2 separate regions of the Ovis aries genome follow, and region 1 is linked to region 2. The links are chromatin contacts, called in public Hi-C maps. All regions are on one chromosome and are shown on one strand. The core of a region is the stretch at or near the end of the contact, and the rest is flanking DNA. Distances in the headings are between cores, read along the strand shown. Region 1 holds the start of TNFRSF13C (TNF receptor superfamily member 13C). Region 2 overlaps CCDC134 (coiled-coil domain containing 134).

What was found. A called contact is a pair of places that touch in the nucleus more often than the background predicts.
Region 1: a Hi-C map of blood shows a contact between it and region 2, with 3 times the contacts expected there. The contact joins the promoter of TNFRSF13C here to the enhancer-like site in region 2. A contact is called at or near these places in 7 of 16 Hi-C or Micro-C datasets (blood, hypothalamus, retroperitoneal adipose tissue and 1 more).

Annotation. Positions count from the first base shown.
Region 1 is chr3:218,762,676-218,767,004 of ARS-UI_Ramb_v3.0, reverse strand. TNFRSF13C (TNF receptor superfamily member 13C) reads left to right here and starts at 1,391. Exons shown (of 3, transcript XM_042247807.1): 1 at 1,391-1,579; 2 at 1,941-2,195; 3 at 2,710-3,350. The coding sequence starts at 1,444. The coding sequence ends at 2,891.
Region 2 is chr3:218,655,932-218,660,047 of ARS-UI_Ramb_v3.0, reverse strand. All of the region lies in intron 6 of CCDC134 (coiled-coil domain containing 134), which reads right to left. Among named protein-coding and RNA genes, the nearest start is that of CCDC134, 12 kb to the right of the region's middle. Within about 2 kb of position 2,192, at least 3 of the 54 cell types and tissues checked have an H3K27ac peak or open chromatin away from gene starts, as enhancers often do.

The DNA of each region.
Region 1 (4,329 bases), core at 142-2,641, 110 kb before region 2:
CCAGGGCCTGTGGCTCGAGGCCTGGCCCGGACCCCCAAGGCAGCAGCCAAGCTTCCCCTTGCCCCTCTCTTGCTTGCGAACTTGTCCGTCCCACCTTCTGTCGGCAAGGTTTCCCTCCTGCTTGAGCCACTAAAGATCTACTCCTGGCCCTGAGTCCCCTCCCTGCTCCCTGGACAGTTACTCTTTCCTCTGTGCACCTCCAGCCCTGCGTGCTTAGGGGTCTGGTACGGCCCACCACGAGGGCACCAAGTCCATGCTCCTTCCTGAGGCTCTTTGCTAGCCTCGGCCCCCCGCCACTCCAGGTAGGGGGTCCAGCATCTGTCCAGGAAGGCCAAGGGGGCTGTGTGTCTGCCTGAGACTCGGCCCGAGAGACACAGGTGAGAGTCAGGTGGGGCTGCCCCAAACACTAGGGAGTAGAGAGACAGAAGGGGCCTTGATGAGACAGAGGGGTGAGCAGCCTGGACACACACAGCCCTGGGAAAAAGAAGTCGAGGTGGGTGGGCTGCCTACCGCCTCCTGGGCCTTGGTCTGTCTATCTGTTTACTGGTTGGTCTGAGTCTCCCTCTTGCTTAAGAGCTAGAGACTGAGCTATCCCTGGACCTAACCCATCTATGCACTCTGTTCCAGCCAGTGCTTAACAGGCAGGTCTGACTGGGACACTTCCTGCTGAAAGCCCTCCATGGCGCCCCAGTGCCCGTGCAGCCAGTCTTGGCTTCTCTCAGTCAAAGCCCCAGCCCCGCCCTCTGGTCCCAACACTACCTGGCCTTTGGATTTGGCCGAAGGCCTTTGTTTACACTGCCTGCTCCAGTGGACCTCACTCCATCTAGCAAACACCTGCTTGTCCTGTCCATAAAGTTGCCCTGTCCACGAAGCTTCCCTGTCCCCCGGTGGGGATCACCTTCAGTGATGCTGCGGCAGAGAGGCACTCCCTCCTCCAGTGCCACCTCCGAGTGCGGGAGTCCCCCGGGGGCCTGGGACAGTGTGGGCACTCCGGTTGTGTTTGAGGATCTGACCAGCGCTGCCTAAGAAGCACAGGAGGGCTCCCCGGAGGAGGAGGCAGGAAGGGAAAGAGGACTGGTGAGGATGGCCTGGGACTACAGGCTGGCCTTGGGGAGGCCACCTCAGAGCTCTGTATCCTGCTTAAGGGGCCCATCCTCTGTGCCCCAAGATCAAGCCCCCGGGTCTCAGTCCCAGCCTGATTTCAGAGCCCAGAATAGGGCCCGCCCCATGGTTGTCTAGGGGTGATGGTTGAATGGAGAAACCACAGAGAGAAGGTCTGGGGTGCTGGTCCGCGGGCTAAGAGTGGTCCCACTCCAGCAGGCAGGAGGGCGGGCTGGGGCGGAGTGGGTGGCGCCCCGCCCGGTTCCCTCCCCGCGGGGCAGCAGAGGCCAGACTCGTCCCGGCGGCGGGGGGTATGCGCAGAAGGCTAGAGGCTCCGGCAGCATGCCGCGAGGGCGGAGAAGCCTGCGGGGCAAGGACCGGCCGGCACCCACGCAGTGCCTGCAGACCCAGTGCTTCGACCCGCTGGTCCGCAACTGTGTGGCCTGCAGTCTCCTCCGGACGACGGAGCCTAGGCTGGGTAAGAGTCGAGCCGCGCCGCATGGCGCGCGCACGGGGCCGCCCTGGAGCGGGAGGGAGGGGGATGCTAGGAGTCGCAGGCAGGCCCCCCCCAACCCCCGCCGCCGCCCTGTCCCGGGACTGTGGGGAGGGGCGGGGTCTCGGGTTAACTGGCGAGGTGGGGTGGGAAATGTGAGCCGGGGGCCTGGAGGGGGGACCAGCCGTCGGCGCGTGGCCCTCACGGCCCCCTCTCGCCCCTCGGCCTGCGCTGCCCCGCCCGGCCGTCCCCCCCTTCCGCGGCCCAGCCTCACCTTCCTCCGGCCCTCCCCCTCCCCACGCCCCCCTCCCCTCCGCCCCCTGCTCCCCCTGCCCGTCCCCTCCAGCAGGCGGCCCAAGCAGCCTGGCGCCCGGGACGGCGCTGCAGCCGCAGGAGTCGGCGGGCCCCGGGACCCCCGCGGAGGCCGAAGCGGCGCTGCCGCTCCCGGCGCTGCTCTTCGGAGCCCCCGCGCTGCTGGGCCTGGCGCTGGCCCTGGCCCTGATCGGGCTGGTGACCTGGAAGCGCCGGCGGCGGCAGCCGGGCGCGGCGGTGGTCCCTGAGGCTCCGGAGGCCGCGGAGGCCCCGGACGGAGACCCAGACAGTAAGTTCCTCGTCTAGGGGACCGGAGAGGGTTGGGGGCCGTCGGAGGGGAGGCATGATCCTTGAGGGGTCCGAGGGGGTCTGGGTGAACGGGGAGGGATGGTCTGAAGGAGGCAAGGCCGAGGGGAGAGAAATAGTCCGACCAGAGACCGGCAATCCAGGCGAGGGACACAGCTCTAGCGTCCCAGACCTGTGTGAAGAAGAAATCCAAGGCTGGGGAGCCCAGTTGGGGGTGGGGGTGGCCTGTCCCGCCCTCTCTCTGGGACAGGCAGACCGGTTCCCACCTCTCCTCGCCCTCTGTCAGCACTGGCATTTTGCCAGCCAGCTCTAGAAACTTCCCGTCCTGAGGGCCCATCACGTGCCACCCCTCCCCATCCCACCAGTGGGGCTTTATCAGCTGACTGCTCTCCCATCAGTCAGAGGGCTGTCCCGCCAGGGAGGCTTCCAGAACAGGGGGTGGGGACGGCTGCGAGCCAATCCTGACCCTGCACCACCCACAACTCTCTCCACCCCAGAGCCCCTGGATGTTGATACCACACTCTCCCCCGGAACCCTGGATGCCACGGCTCCCATCTGGCTTCTGCCCAGTGAAGACCCAGCGGCCACCCCACCTACCCACAGCGTCCCTGTGCCAGCCACAGAGCTGGGTTCCACTGAGCTGGTGACCACCAAGACGACCGGGCCTGAGCTACAGTAGCGACCGAGGAGGGCAGGAGGCGGCCCCCACCCTTTCTATGGGCCACCAGCTGGACTCGAAGGTTGAATTCAGTTCTTCACTCCGGCGCCCACTGTCCCTTCTGGAAGCTCCCCCGCTAACCCTGCAGAACTACAGACACCCAGACCACAGAGTTTGGACTGCATGGCATTGTACTGCGTGTTAGCATTTGGCTTAAACTCATACTGGGCTGCCCAGGTGGCGCTAGCGGTAAAGAATCTTCTGCTAATGCAGGAGACATTAAGAGAGGCGGGTTTGATCCCTGGGTTGGGAAGATCTCCTGGAGGAGGAAATGGCAACCCACTCCAGCACTCTTGCCTGGAGAATCCCATGGACAGAGGAGCCTGGCGGTTACATTCCATGGGGTTGCAAAGAGTTGGACACGACTGAGTGACCACAAATACACAAAATAAACTCATACCATCTGTCATAGTCCTCAAAGGTAGTGGCTGAGCTCTGTGCTCTTTCAGTGGTTGGGATACTCTGAGTAGAGTTTTTCTTTAAGCTTGGGGAAACCACCATAAACCAGAATGAATCTAGGAAAGCACTGAGTAGGAGGATGCTTAATTTGCAGCCGGGTTGTGTTTAATACTTGCTCTCAGAGCTGTCCCGCTTTTAAACCGATGCAAATGGCAGCAGTGAGTAACCAACTGACCGGTTTGCTTTGGGATTTATTACAAGATGAGTTTAAGAAATAGCCTGAATTGTGCTGGTTATTGGGTATCTGTATCCTAGGGTCACCCCTGAGCTTGGCCCAACCTGCTAAGATCTGTGATGCCATTTTTGCCCTGGTGGCAGCTTCCAGAGCCCCATGCTCATGCTTGGGAAGAAGTCTAGAGCCTGTGGGGCTGGACTGCAGTTGCACACTGATGGCATGCTGACAGCACGTCAGCATGAGCCCACCTGGAGTGCTAGCGGCTTCCGGGGCACACAGAGCTGTATACAGGGCAGGGCCCAGGACCTGCAGGAGGCTTCTTAGTTAGGAGGCCAGGGCAGGCCTGTGCCCTCAAACCAGCTGGACCTGATGTCCTTTGAGTGCCCTTCGCTCTGTGGCCTGTGCTCCCCAAGTCAGGCATCCACCACCCCAGTGGAACTATTCCTCTGACGGGGTGCCCCCTGCCCTGGGGCCTGGAACCAAGACCTCTCTCTCCCAGTTCTGGACCACGCTGTGCGCTCAGTCAGCTGCTGGCTTTCCTGCCAAACCTCCTGCGATCAGGAGGGTTAGATCCTGCTGACCTGGACTCTACCCTGACTATGGCCTTGGAATTTGTCACAGTTTAGCACCCTTGGTAGGGGCAAGGGATTGGGGAGTCAGAAGATGGTACTCTGAGTATACCATGTCATCCTCCTTGTAGGTTCTTGACCATATTAGTTTCTCTTTTTTGGGCCATGCTGCACACCTTGTGGGATCTTAGTGCCC
Region 2 (4,116 bases), core at 943-3,442:
GCTGTGGGTACAGGAAGGTCACTGAGACACAGGCCCTGGCCTTTAGGGAAGCCCACGGACATGGAGCTAGTAAATGGGCTCAGGGAAAACTGCTGAGTGGGTCTCAAAAGATTAAGCAGGCGCTTGCCAAGCCAACAGGGCGAGGGAAGAGGACATTCCAGGAAGAGGGACAGGTGCTGAACCTGCACAGCACATTTGAGAAACAAGTGACAGACTGCACTCGGGGTAAAAGGGGTTGAGTGCCCAAGACCCAGCATGGGCCCCCAGAGCCTTTTGTGGGAGGGGGCAGTCAGCGAGTGTAAGACAACAGGGGTCCTACTGCTTGCGGACAAGCTGCAAGCTGTAGGCAAGGGAGTATATAGGAAGCAGCTGTATCAGAGGTTAAACTGCCAGACTTGGAAAGAGATGGAAAGATGATGACAGTGATGCCCAGGCTTGTGGCTTCCCTAGTGGGTGCAGGGTGGTACCCAGTGAGAAGAAAGGAACACGGGGCGTGCTGGGTGGGAGGAGGACAGGACTCTGGCCGGGGCAACCCCCAGGCCCTCAGCTCTTCCTCCCCGACTCTCCAGACCGGTTCATCTGAACCCAGGGCTTCTGTCGCACCTCCACAGTCCGTCACCCCTCAGATTTGCATCTCCCTATCTAAATGCCTATCTGACACCTCCACACGTGTGCACATGTGCCCCGAACTCAGCATGGCTCCATCTCCCCAAAACCCAGTCCCCTTCCAGAGTCCGTGTCCTTGTGAACAGCAGAGTCCCACATTCCAGTCAGCAAGTAGGGCAGAGACCAAGCATCGCCCCCACTCGCCCCCCAACTCCCCAGCCGCAGGTCCAAACCCCTCACAGTCCATTGCCAAGGTCTGGCCCATTTTAACCCCTAAGTCTTGAATCCATCTCTTCTGTCTCACCTATCATATCGCTAACCCCATCACCACCCCCCTACACATCTCCTGATAAACCTCGGCACATCCCAGGGTCTCTCCACACCCACTTTGGTCCCTCTGAAGCCATTCTCCTCGCTGCAGTCAGATATTTTCAAAATGTAAATCGGACTCCTGCTGAAACACTTCCTTGACTCTCCACACAGCTCTATCTGCAGGCCCACCCTGCCCACCCCCCTTCCCGCCTCATTTCTGGCTCCTGGGTTCCTTTGTGCCCACTTCCAGCCCTCTGTTCCCTGCTGTGCCCCAGTTCCAGAACGCTCTTCCCGGCCCCCACTCTCTTTGCCACAGTAGCTGCAGCTCAGCGGTTCCCATCCCTAGGGTGACTCCTGCCCTGACTTTCCCGGCTGGGGCTGTCTCCTCCAGTTCCTTCTCAGTGCTTCTCCCCTGCAACCACCTGCTTCTGTGACACCTGCTTCGTGCCTGTTGCCCTCACTGGATCACACTCTCCCCAAGGACAGGTGGATAGTGTGGGGTGCCGCTCACTGTGACACAAGCCCCCAGTGTGGTCTGATGGGCCGACAGGCAGCGCTTAGTATGTATTTTCTAAATGAATGAATGAATCATGTTAGAGTATGAAATACAGTAATATCCACAACTCAGATAACTCTGTTGGGAAATATGCCCCTTTTACTTGTTCATATGGTAAATCTGATGGTTGGTCAAGGCAGATGTTAAAAACAAACTAGGAGCTCCACCTTGTGGAGTAATCCACCTACTGTGTTAGATTGAACAAGTCTGGAAGATGGGATGAAGCCAAAGTGCAGCCCAGAGAGGGTAAATGATCTGCACAAGTCACACAGCTAGTCCCAGTTGGGACCAGCCCCCAAGCCTCCCAAGCTCCCTGCCCCGTGCTTCCCTGATCACACTGCCTCCTATCCCTACCAGTTACTTCAGATCCTCCTGGGAAGCAAGGAGGAGCCAGGAGACCCCTCGGGCCACAGAAGACCCCATCCTCTGGCTCTGGCTGGGGAAGGACCAGTCAAGAGATCCTGGCCCCTCCAGCCCCAGCAGGTTGGGTCAGCAGAGAAACAACACCTAGTCCTTTTCTGGCTCTCCTCCCAGCTGGGCCTGGCTAATGCCTACTTTAAATTCGGATGCTGACCTCCAGCGGGCCCTCCCTGCTGCCTGGCAACCCAGGATGTTGCCCTGGTCCACTCCCTGCCCTGCTCTCCTAGACAGACCTTCTCCTCGAGCCTCCATCTCTCCTCCCCTCCTCACTCGCAGACCGTGACCTCGCTTCCTGTTTCACAGAAAATGGAGACACTAAGGAGACAGCTTCCGTGAGCCCCCGCCGCCACACCCATGGGCCCATGCTGCTGTGCCCACGCTGCTCTTCCAGGTGAGGCCAACCCTCCCCCAGGCAACAGCTCGCCTCTCTCCCTCCTCACCTCCTCAGGGATGAAGCTCCAGAGACTCTCCTACCCCTGCACCGGGGGCTCTTCCCCACCCCTGCCATGGGTGGGTCCCCTCAACATGCAAACGTGGTGTGGTCTCTCCCATCCGACTAAGATTTCCCCAGGAACCCACGCCCTCCTCCAGCTAGTCTCCCATTGGGTCTGCTCCCCTTGAAAACACATCTCTTTACAACAGGTAACAAGGATATACTGCACAGCACAGGGAATTACAGCCTCTGTCTTGTAATAAGTTTTAATGGAGTAGAACCTGTAAAAATACTGAATCACTACGCTGCACACCTGAAACATTAAAAACAAAAAAAAAAGAGTAAATTTTCAAAAGAGTCAGCTGTATTTGACAGGACGAGTCTACTTCCTTTCATTTCCTTCTCTTGAAACTCAGTCTTTTATCCCCACCACTCGACCAAAAGAGCTTTTACCCAGCTCTCTGAGGGCTGGTCTCCACGCTAAGTTCGGTAGCCGATTCTCAGCCCCACTTCCTGACCCTCCAGCGGTGTCCGATGGCACGTCCACTCTCTCCTTCCTGTCATGTGGCCTCAGGGAACCAATTCCTTCTTGGGTCTGCTACTGCTCCACTGACTGATCCCTCTTGGGGTGCTCTGTGAGCTCCTCCTCACTCTCCCATCTCTAACTGCAGGCACATCCCAGGCCTTGGTCCTCAGACCACCACTCTACCTGCCCTGACCCCTGCCCCCTGGAGTGATGGGACATGGTCTGTCATCGGCATTACTCTCACATTTGTAGCTCTGGCTTTAATAAGCTCTCCCCTGAAATCTAGTCCTCCTCCTTGACATCAGTCAAGTCAAAATCAGTTACCTCCTTGACATCTTCATTCAGATGCCCATTAGGTCCAGAAACAAGGCACTGATCCCCAATCCAGCCCTCAACCTCGCCCCACCACTTTGCCCATCTCGTGGAAAATAGCAACTCCATTCTTCCAAAATTGTCAAGTCATCCTTAATGCCTCTCTTTCACTCCATATTTGCTTCCTTAGTAAATTTTACTGGCTCTACCTTCAAAACAGAACCAAAATCTCACCATTCCCAACAGCCCCACTGTTGTCCCCCTGGTTCAAGCCACTGTTAACTCCAGATGGACCAGCTGTTAACTCCAATGGACTGTCAACTCCAAACGGACCAGCACAGCGGTCTCCTCACCAGGATCTGTCTCCACCTTGGTCCTCACAGTATTTGCCACGCGGCTGCCAGGCTGACCCCTAAAAGAGCTAAGTCAGAGCCCCTCACCCTGCTCCTCTGTGTCCCGGAGTAAACACCAAAGCCCTGGAGAAGACCTGCAAGGATCTTATGACCTGGCCTACGACTCTGACCTCCCCTTCCCATGCTCCTGCCCTTCCAAATACGCTTCCAACTCAGGGCCTTGGCACTCGCTGCCCCTCCAGTCTGGAAAGTTCTTCCCCCAGAGACAGGGCTGGCTCACTTGCTGCTTTCAGGTCTTTGCAGTTAGAACCTCCTGTGTCCAAGTCACATGAAACAGCAACGATATCCTCACCTTATCCCTGGAATTCCTTAACCATGTGCCTCTGCCTTTTCCTCCATCCCCCGTCTCCATCTACCATGTATTTTTTATTGCCCGTCTGTCTTCTCCAACCAGAATGCCTTTCCCAGGTGGGCAGAGCCAGAGGGCTTCTCTGGTGGCTGGGATTCAGCAGATGCTCACTAAACGCTGAATGAAGGCATGCGCTCTGCCTCTGAGCCTTCATGCAAGCCAGTCCCTCTCCCTGCAAGGTCTTCCCTG